Regions from separate parts of the Gossypium hirsutum genome. Here regions 2 and 3 are each linked to region 1. The links are chromatin contacts, called in public Hi-C maps. All regions are on one chromosome and are shown on one strand. The core of a region is the stretch at or near the end of the contact, and the rest is flanking DNA. Distances in the headings are between cores, read along the strand shown.

Evidence for each region. Hi-C and Micro-C count contacts between places; a contact is called where the count stands out from the background.
Region 2: a contact with region 1 is called in a Hi-C map of leaf, with 4 times the contacts expected there. The contact joins the promoter of LOC107920441 here to the enhancer-like site in region 1. A contact is called at or near these places in 23 of 34 Hi-C or Micro-C datasets (anther, callus, fibers and 5 more).
Region 3: a contact with region 1 is called in a Hi-C map of leaf, with 2.1 times the contacts expected there. The contact joins two enhancer-like sites. A contact is called at or near these places in 5 of 34 Hi-C or Micro-C datasets (callus, hypocotyl and leaf).

What each region holds. Positions count from the first base shown.
Region 1 is chrA08:113,087,208-113,090,172 of Gossypium_hirsutum_v2.1, reverse strand. No RefSeq gene overlaps it. Among protein-coding and RNA genes, the nearest start is that of LOC107944519, 39 kb to the right of the region's middle. Within about 2 kb of position 1,257, at least 3 of the 9 cell types and tissues checked have an H3K27ac peak or open chromatin away from gene starts, as enhancers often do. A contact at or near this core is called in fibers and leaf, where this site is marked.
Region 2 is chrA08:113,138,647-113,141,717 of Gossypium_hirsutum_v2.1, reverse strand. It overlaps LOC107920441 (BOI-related E3 ubiquitin-protein ligase 1), which reads right to left and starts at 1,691. Exons shown (of 3, transcript XM_016850172.2): 1 at 1,288-1,691; 2 at 779-1,211; 3 at 1-680. The coding sequence starts at 1,334. The coding sequence ends at 156.
Region 3 is chrA08:113,032,221-113,035,497 of Gossypium_hirsutum_v2.1, reverse strand. No RefSeq gene overlaps it. Among protein-coding and RNA genes, the nearest start is that of LOC107920634, 8.7 kb to the left of the region's middle. Within about 2 kb of position 1,832, at least 4 of the 9 cell types and tissues checked have an H3K27ac peak or open chromatin away from gene starts, as enhancers often do. A contact at or near this core is called in leaf, where this site is marked.

The sequences.
Region 1 (2,965 bases), core at 8-2,507:
CTAATTTCAATAAATTTTTAATTGTAATTGACCCAAGATAAATTTAATTCTACTTTTTAATAATTTAAATATAAAATTTTAGGATTTATTATATATATACATTTTAATTTAATGTCTATGATGGTTATTTTCATGGTTATTTTTTTTAATCCCATTGGAATTAAATTAACTGACCATCCAAATGGACCCTAAAAAGGTAAAAGTATCATAAAGGCCCTTGTACTAGAGTCAGATTCCATTTTGCTCCCTTTACTCAAAAATTAAGCAAATTAATCCGTTTACGTTAGATCAACGGGCAAATTGATCTTTTTTGTTAGAAATTCCATCCACTTGTACTGTTAAAAACTAGTGTGGCTAGTAGAATAATCAAACAGCAACACATGGCGTGCCATGTGTACTCATGCTGACATACATGGACCAAATTTTAATAGTAGAATTGATGAAATTTTTAACACAATGATCAGTTTACTCTTTTATCTAATGTATATGGACTAATCTACTCATTTTTTTAGTAGAGAGGCAAAATGCAATCGACTCTTAGTGTAGAGTCGTCCATGATATTTTATCACCTTAAAAACCAAACTTTTAATATAATTTGAAATGGTTAAATTACATTTTGGGGCTTGAACTTAGCAACTCTTCCCACATTGAGGCCTGAATTTTTTTTTGTCCAAGTTAAGCTCTGAACTTGGCAATTGTTCCCATATTGGGGTCTAAACTTTTTTTTAGTCCAAGTTAGGCCCTAAATTTGGCAAATGTTCCCATATTGGAACTTAAACTTATTTTTATCCAAGTTAGTCCTTAAAAACCCTATAGTTCAGGCCTTAATGTGAGAACAATTACTAAGTTCACAGCCTAACTTTAACAAAAAAAAAGTCCCCAATGTAAAAAAAATTGTCAAGTTTAAACTCTAATATAAAAATATTTATCAAATTTAGAACTTAATCTTAAAAAAAATTCAAACCAGAATATTAAAAAAATTATAATGTTTAGTTCCCAAAATAATGAAGTAATCCAATTTGAAAAGGTTGATGGTGAGCATGTTACGCTTAAATTCCCAAATATACCACTTTTAACGTCTCTCTCTTAGCCCTTAGGAAATCGGGAAGCATTGATAACGTTCACGCGTCAGACATACACATTTGCACTTCCAAACAACAAACCAAATAAAAATCCTTTTCCCTATGTCTGTATCTCCACTTATCACTAATGATTCTCTCACCTTTTCTTCCTATTACAGCCCTCCTAAAAAAAACTATTATTCCCCAAACAAAACAAACAAATAATCACTACTACACCATACTCAGATTGTGGTGGCCTGCTGTGTGGGTGGATACATACAAAGATTTATTGGCATCTTTTATTTCATTTATTATCACTTCTTTAATTTAGGGTAACTGCATATATGCATGGCTTGCATGTGAAAAGGTAGAAAAAGAAAGAATAAATTGTTTGAGTTTGAAATAGGGTTTGGTCGACCAAGAATTTTGGCTTCATTGAAAAGGGTTTATATTCATATTGCTCAGTCATTTTCGAAATGGTATAAACCTACAAGATTGACATGTTTGGTTTAGGTCATTTTTCAAAGATAACATTGTTTTCCCTAATAAACAAATAAATCAAGCAATGCCAAGTGTGGCAATTTATTTTTCCTTTTACTCTAAAGTTTTTCAAATTTGTCATGCAAAATAAAATGCTATATTTATATCCAACTTCTGCTTTTATATATTGTTTTGAGGGAGAATATATACATAGTTCAAAATAAAACTAGTTTGATTGTGGTTGTTAGCACCCAATTTCATTTTCAAGGGTGTAATGACCCGAAATTTGACTAATAAAACTAATTACCTTAAGCTAAGCCATAATCTATTATTTTCGGCCATTTGGAGCAATACTAAAAATACTCATGGTGTCCTTATTGAACCACCTAAAATAATTAAAATTAATTTGAAGGGAAAAAAAAAAGGGTTTAAGTGATGAGGATTAATAGGGAAGAAAGTTCCAATAGATGGGAAAGAATTGTAAGAGGGACAACTTTAACTTTATTTATTTATGAATAAATATTTGATATACTAATCAAAATTTACTACTTCATTTTTTTATTAACAAATTATTGAAATGATGAGGCTATTCAAAAAGAAAGGCTGTGGATGTTTCCCTCCTACTTGAATACAAAATTACAAGAGCACACCACACCCCCCCCCCCACCTTTCAATTTCATATATAGCATAATATTTCAGTGTTTCTTTCCTTTACATCCACGTTGCCTTGCATTTTATCTCATCTCTTTTTGGCTATAATTCATGCTTTCCTTCTCATCTATCACACTTGTTTTCCTTTAAAAATATATTTTGGCACATTTCCCCATTTCAAGTCAGTCCTACCTAGATGATCTCTCCTCTCTTCCTTATCATCAATCACCTAATTCCATAGAAAAAAAAAACTAAGAGAGTAGATTCATTAGAGAGGATTGGGAAATGTTAATTAGCTTGACTTTAATCTTTTTCTAAAGCAAAAGGTAAAATTTTAACTATAGCTGGAGTACTAGAATTCTTTTTGGTATAATGATATGTGTATTCACCCATTTTATGATTAAAGATTAATCTTATTTAAGTTGCGGTAGCATTTAAATAAAATCCTCCCAACATTAATAATTTCGTGATTGGAATTTGGATCAAAACTTGGTTCAAATGCTTGAAGAATAAGTCCATTGCCTCATGGATAAACTTGTTTATGGATCAAGTTACTAATCTAAGCTCGAAGGTCTACTCGAAATATGGAAGGATTCAGATAGTAGTATGAGGCTCGAAAAATAGACTTGAGCAAAAAAATTAGACTCACTTAATATATGAATTGGGTTGGGATTTTAACATTTAAGGCTTGAACTTGACTTGATCCAAACCATTTTATACTTTTGTAATATATATTTGTTTTTATATATTGTGTAAATTATATCACAAAAAAT
Region 2 (3,071 bases), core at 442-2,941, 51 kb before region 1:
GGAAAAAAAAAAAAAAAAGAGAAAAATTTCCGGGTCATTGGTAAAAAAACTAATAATATCAGACCCCCAAAAGAAATTTTTTAAAAAAGTAGAGAGAAATGTAAATTTTTTATTATACTCGAAGGTTATTTTGATTTTGTTTTTTGTTTTTTTTTTCAAGAAAGAAAAACCTCAACGCTAGAATTCCGAACGGCGAGGCAAAGCGGGCAGGCTTGCGCCACTCTGTCACACTCTGTACAAAGGCAAAGATGTCGACACGGAAGCAGCACCACCGAGGCGACGCGTGTCCGACACGCCTTGCAAGATGGTCCCGAAGAAACCATCCGTTCAGGGTCCACGTAAGCCGACTCGGCGTCCTCCGCCTGTCCTTCTATCCCTTCCTCCCCTCTCCTACTATCTTGTGTCACCGCAGCAGCCCCACAGCCAATCATAGCCTGTTGGAGCTGTGCTTGTAACGAAGTCGCTGTTGCCTCCTGTGCCCTGGCTTTCGCTTGCCAAACCTGAATCTCTACGCTTAGTTGCGCTGAGCATGCCTCCAACTCGGCGTTCCGCCGCGTCGCTTTCTCCACTTCCGCTTCTTTCTCTCTTAACCTCCTCGCCACCGATTCCTCCGCTGCCGCCAACAGCGCATGGTAGTGCCTATTCCTTTTCTCCGCTAACGTTCGCCGTAATTCCTTTCCCTAAAATAAAAAATACCAACTCGTTACATTTTTCAAACAAACAGACAAACAAAAAAAAAATCGACGATAACCCACATGAAGAAAGAGAAAATCGGTACCTGGGCTTGAAGAAATTGGTCCAATTCTTCTCTCTGGCGTTTGATTTGGGTAGCCAATTCATCGGATACCACGGACAAAAAAAGAGTGGAGCTGGGAACAAGATTCTGTTGCCGTTGTTGGTGTTGGTGTTGTTGTTTTTGAAGATTCGGATTCTGATATTGTTGTTGGTCGCCGCCGAAAGATAATTGGAGGCCGGTGAAAACCACATTCGGTTGGTGGAGTTGGGAAAGCTCTATCAGCTGAGGCGGTTGCATTTGCAAAGAATATGAATTCATGGGCGTAGTTATTGCCGCCCCTTCCGTAACTTCCCTTGCTCTTTTCCTTGGATTAATATTATTGTTGGTGCCATTGTTGAATAACATATGGGGTTGATTAAGAAAAACTCCTCCCGCTTGTTGCTGCAACGAAAATTCATGCTCCTCTTGTCCACCTCTGGAATAAACCAAATATGATTAAACAGGCAGAGAGAGAGAAAAGGGGAGAGAGAGGCAAAGAAGCAAAGACCAACCTGTTTAAGAAGAGCACATTGGAAGGATACTGAGCTTGAACAGCCATTGGAAAGCAATAATAAGAAAAAGGGATGCAGGGTGGGTGAAGGAAAAGTTGGATCAACAGACTGAAATGGGGTGTAAAATAATAAAAAAGCAAATCATGCTTGTATTGATATAGAGATTGAAAACAGGGGGTAGAGAAAGATATGGGGGGAAGAATGAGTCGTAGAGAGAGTCTTTTAATTGGATTTGTATTTGTTGGTTTTGGTTCTTCTCTTGGCGTGGGATTGGCTTTTCTTCAGGGTGGGACGAGACTGTCTCGTGTTTGTTATCACACCCTCCTCAATAACTCCTTTATTCTTTTTATTTATTTACTTTTAATTCTAACTCAAACACAAGAGTAATTCCTTAAATAAGAAAATTCATCTTTGAAACTAATGCAAATTCATTTTTCTGATTTATTTTCTTTCACAAATTTAAATGATTTGGGTCTTTTCGTCAAAATTCCTTTTTAGTAGGACGAAATTAAAACTATGAAAATTTTGGATTGATCTCATACAAATCCAAATAAATCATCGATAATAACAGTAAATTCAGGTTATCATTGTGTGGACATCAATAATTAATTCAAGGAAACTTCTTAACCTGGAATACTAATAAAATTAATTGAATATTATTTTTTTATAATTAACACAAGACTTTAATATGCTTTTTTTTTTAACTCTCAAATTCATATCCTTCTGCATTAACAACTATGCCTATATCAATTGAATTAAAATTTAATCTGCTATTTTTATTATTATTTTAAATATTAAACTTTTAATTTCAAAGCATTTGCTAATAAATTTATTAAAAATAATTAATTATAAGCATAGTATTAGTATGAGTTATTTTGATCTTAAACAAATAACAAATTGTATCGATTTGTATCAATTAATACAAATTTTTAATACTTTAAATTATGATGATTTTAAATTTATTAATTATGTTAAATAACTTAATTTAGTCATTTTTTAATGTAATTATAAATTATATGGTATATTAATATACATTATATTTTTTTGAAAAATACGATAAATCTGAAATAATATACTCCAGCGGTGAGTATTATATCATTTGAGTTTTGATGAGATAAAAAGTTGCTAAGTGTGATGTGAGACATCAATTCCAAGAGGTATTGGGTTCAACTCATGCCATTGCCAACTCTTCTTCACCCATTTCTTCTTTATTTCTTTAATGCTAATCCATCCATTCCTATCCATTTCATTGTCACACAACCCCCTTAACTTTTTTTAATTTTTATATTATTATATAAATAATTAATAATCAAGAAGTATTAGATATTGTGATTGAGCATATTATAGAGAAAGTAAATTCAAAAATTAAAAACGATATTATTAGTGAAAATAATTATCAACCCTAAACAAAAATTATAAAATAAACATAAAACTTAATAAATTTATTTTTTTTTGTAACATTTAATAAAAATATTGTTTTTTTTAAATACACTTAAACCATTCATCAACTAGTCCTTAATTAAATCTTGTTTTATTTTCACGTTCCAATCCTACCTTTAAATTAATCCCTTCATTTGTTGCACTAAAAATTTCAATTTATATTTGTATATTCCACGTTGACCTCCTTCTCCACCACATTCCTAACAGTTTACCCACTACTACTTATTGCTTTCTTCACACCAAAATCACTGCTAACCCACAAACCTCCTCTCTTAAAATCCTAACTGCTAAAAATCCACCTAATCTCCTAAATCACTTCACCAACATTAATCAAAGCATGCAAA
Region 3 (3,277 bases), core at 583-3,082, 55 kb after region 1:
TGCGAGGAAAATGCAAAAAAAAATTAAATAAGTAACAAAAACAACTCAAATTTAATTTGCATAAAGTCATAAAGAAAGTGTATGTAGTAGTATATTGTACTATGATTCATCAGAAAAGGACTTAGGGGAAGAAGTTAAATATAAGGATGACTTAATGTCTTTATTAGTTAAAACCCAAAAATATCTTCAAATTAAGAAAGAAAATATTACAAGAAAGAAAAGGAAGGAGGAAGAATTATACCTGCAATAATGGTAAATCCAACAGAACGTGGATGGGAGGCTCTCAATCTCTCAAATATAAAGTAAAAATTATTAACTTTAATTGATTGATGCTAATGACTGATAAATGGTATATTACTCAAATCATTTGGACCTATTTAATTTGTAGAAAATTTCTTATGTTGTCATGGTTATGGGAAAATAAAGAAGACTGAATGCTAATAATGTAGATTTTTTTAGGGAAAATTGAAATTCTTTTTAAACTTTAATGGTAGGAGTTGGAATTTGGGAATTAGAAAAGGTTTGGAGAAGTCAAGGAGTTGAAGATAAAGTATTTATGGCTAAGAATTGAAAACAATAAACATTTAATTAATTTATTTTAGTTTAAAATATTTTTCCGCACATTAAGTTAAATAAATAAATATTTTTGGGCCATTTTATCTTTGAGGCGATTGCACTTCAAAAGAGCCCCCAGGGATGGCCCTGTTTATTCACTTACTTCCTTCAGCTCTTCACCCAGCTTTCGTGAACCAGCCTTCCTCAACGCCACTTCAACCTTATTTGTTATTTACTTTTGGACGATTGTTTAACAAAAAAGAGAGATAAGAGAGAAATATTGTGAATTATATGAAATGCCTTACCTTTCAAATTATGACATGCATGAATTGGAGTGTATCTTCGAGATAGTAATTTAAAGATAAAAAAAAAAGAATTATATACAATAGGTTTAAATATGCATTTAATCTCAAAATTGGCACATTATTTAAAATAGTATTTATGATTTTTATAATTAAATTTAAATTTTAAAAATATTATTTATCATTTAAATTAAATTTGAATTGGGTCAAGTTGAAGTGTAAAAATTCTTGTCCAACCGGCCAGACAAGCTATCCATCCCTTGATTAAGTCTACATTCAAGTCCATAACAAGTATTTTTTTTTTAATTTCAAAATATCATAGCAAAAATTTTTAATAATATTAACAAATAAACCTAAATTCAGAGGCGAAGCCAGAACAAATATTTAGAGGAGGCCGAAAGAAATTTTAATTTTTTATAGCCTATATATTTATAATTTTTAAAAGATTAAATCAAATTTTTATAATTTTAGGTTGGAGCTTAAGTACAATTTTACCTTTACTAATTTAAATTTTTTTAAAAAAATTAAGGGCCTAAATAAAAAAATTTAATTTTAGAGGGCCCTGCCTAAAATTTAAATTTAAGAAAACAAAAACATTAAATTTTTAAAAATAAAAATAAAAATATTAAATTTCAAGTTTCAAATTTCAAATTTCAAATATAAAAAATATATATTGTAATATTTATAATTTAATAAAAAATAATTAATTAATTATCTAACACAACCATTATAATCAAGAAAAGAATAAAACAATGGTTCATGATGAGATGAGTGGCTAATCGAGCATTAGGCATCTCCTCAAAAATGAAGCCTGAAAGGTGGAACTTTGAAGGTTCAGACTCGGTTTTATGGAAGCACAAGTAATTGTCAATTACAACCAATAAAATAGAAACACGACATGCTATACGAACTTGACACGTCTATCTAAGTGCTGCCACCGCACCAACTCTCACGCTGGAGCGGAAACTTCTATAAAATTTTACAATGCGCGTATCTCCGCCGCCTTATCCGGACATCCAACGGCCTACAACTCGCCAGAAAGCGATAGTCTCCGCATCAGATGCTGCTTTTGTTATTGTATGGGCCCCTCACATTTTATTTAAATTTTATTTTCCTTTGCGTACAAACAGGAGACATTATTTTTTCCTTTCTTTTTTTTTTTTTACCAAAAATGTGACTAACATTTGCTTTTCCTTAGCCCCACCCAACAACGTTGATATAACACTTCTTTATTCAAATCAGTGAATCATTACAAATGTGTGTTTATATATATAAATCTGCATATAAGAAGTCAATACAAATGTGCGGTTCTTTTATTCAATAATGTAAAAATTAATTACAAAAATAATATAATTATATATTATTTAGAGATTTTTTTAATTGTATTTTTGGGCGCCTCTAATATATTAATCCATGCCACCTTCAATTCTCCAAAATCTTCAAAAATATATATATATTTAACTATACTGACAATATATTGTCATTTAATTAAATAAAAATGATTTTAATTAAAAAAAACTCAATTTTTAGCCTTAAAAATAAGTTCTCTCTTTCTGCGTTCATCTCTCCATCTCTCGCTCCATTCATGTTCTTCAAAAAAATTTTTAATAATTCTTTTTCAATAAAAAGTTTGATCTCAATCTCCTCTTTCCACTGAACAATATTGGTCTTGTATTGGTAAAAAACACAAAACATCTCCCTTCTCAATCAAAACTAAAGGTGTGCATGGGACGGGTCGGGTCGGATCCAACTAAAAATTTAGGCCCATTTGTTAGGTCCGGGTCAAGCCCAAAAAATGGGCCTAAAGTTTTGCCAAAGCCCTACCCGAATAAAAATGTTAAAACTCGAGCCCGACCCGGCCGCCCATATTATTTTTTATATAATTTTAAAATATATATAAACTATCAAAAATACTAAAAACATCAAAATAAATATTTCTTAACATATTGAAAATAAATTTTAAAAAATATGTATACTTAAATAACACTAAAATAGATGCAACTTAACAAGCAAATGCTTCTAAAATAATAACAAAATTAACAAATGTGTTTAAAATAATAAAATAAATTAACAATAAAATAAAATTTATACAATATCCAAACAATAACAACAAAATAGTAGCAACATAATAGTAAAATAATAGCAAAATAGGGAGAAAATAATAAAGAAATAATATTAAAAAAATAGATTTTTTGTCATGTAGTAAATTCGGGCCTGGCTCTGGCAAAAAATGCTTTACCTGAGGCTCGGCCCGTTTTTTAAACCGGCCTAATTTTTTTGCCCAAGCCCATTTTTTGTGCCTATATTTTTGCCCAAACCCTCCCAAATTTCGAGCGGACCTTCAGGCCGGGCCGGGTGGCCCGGCCCATGCACACCTTTAATCAAAACCAATTCTTTTTAATTTAATAGAAATGTAGCGT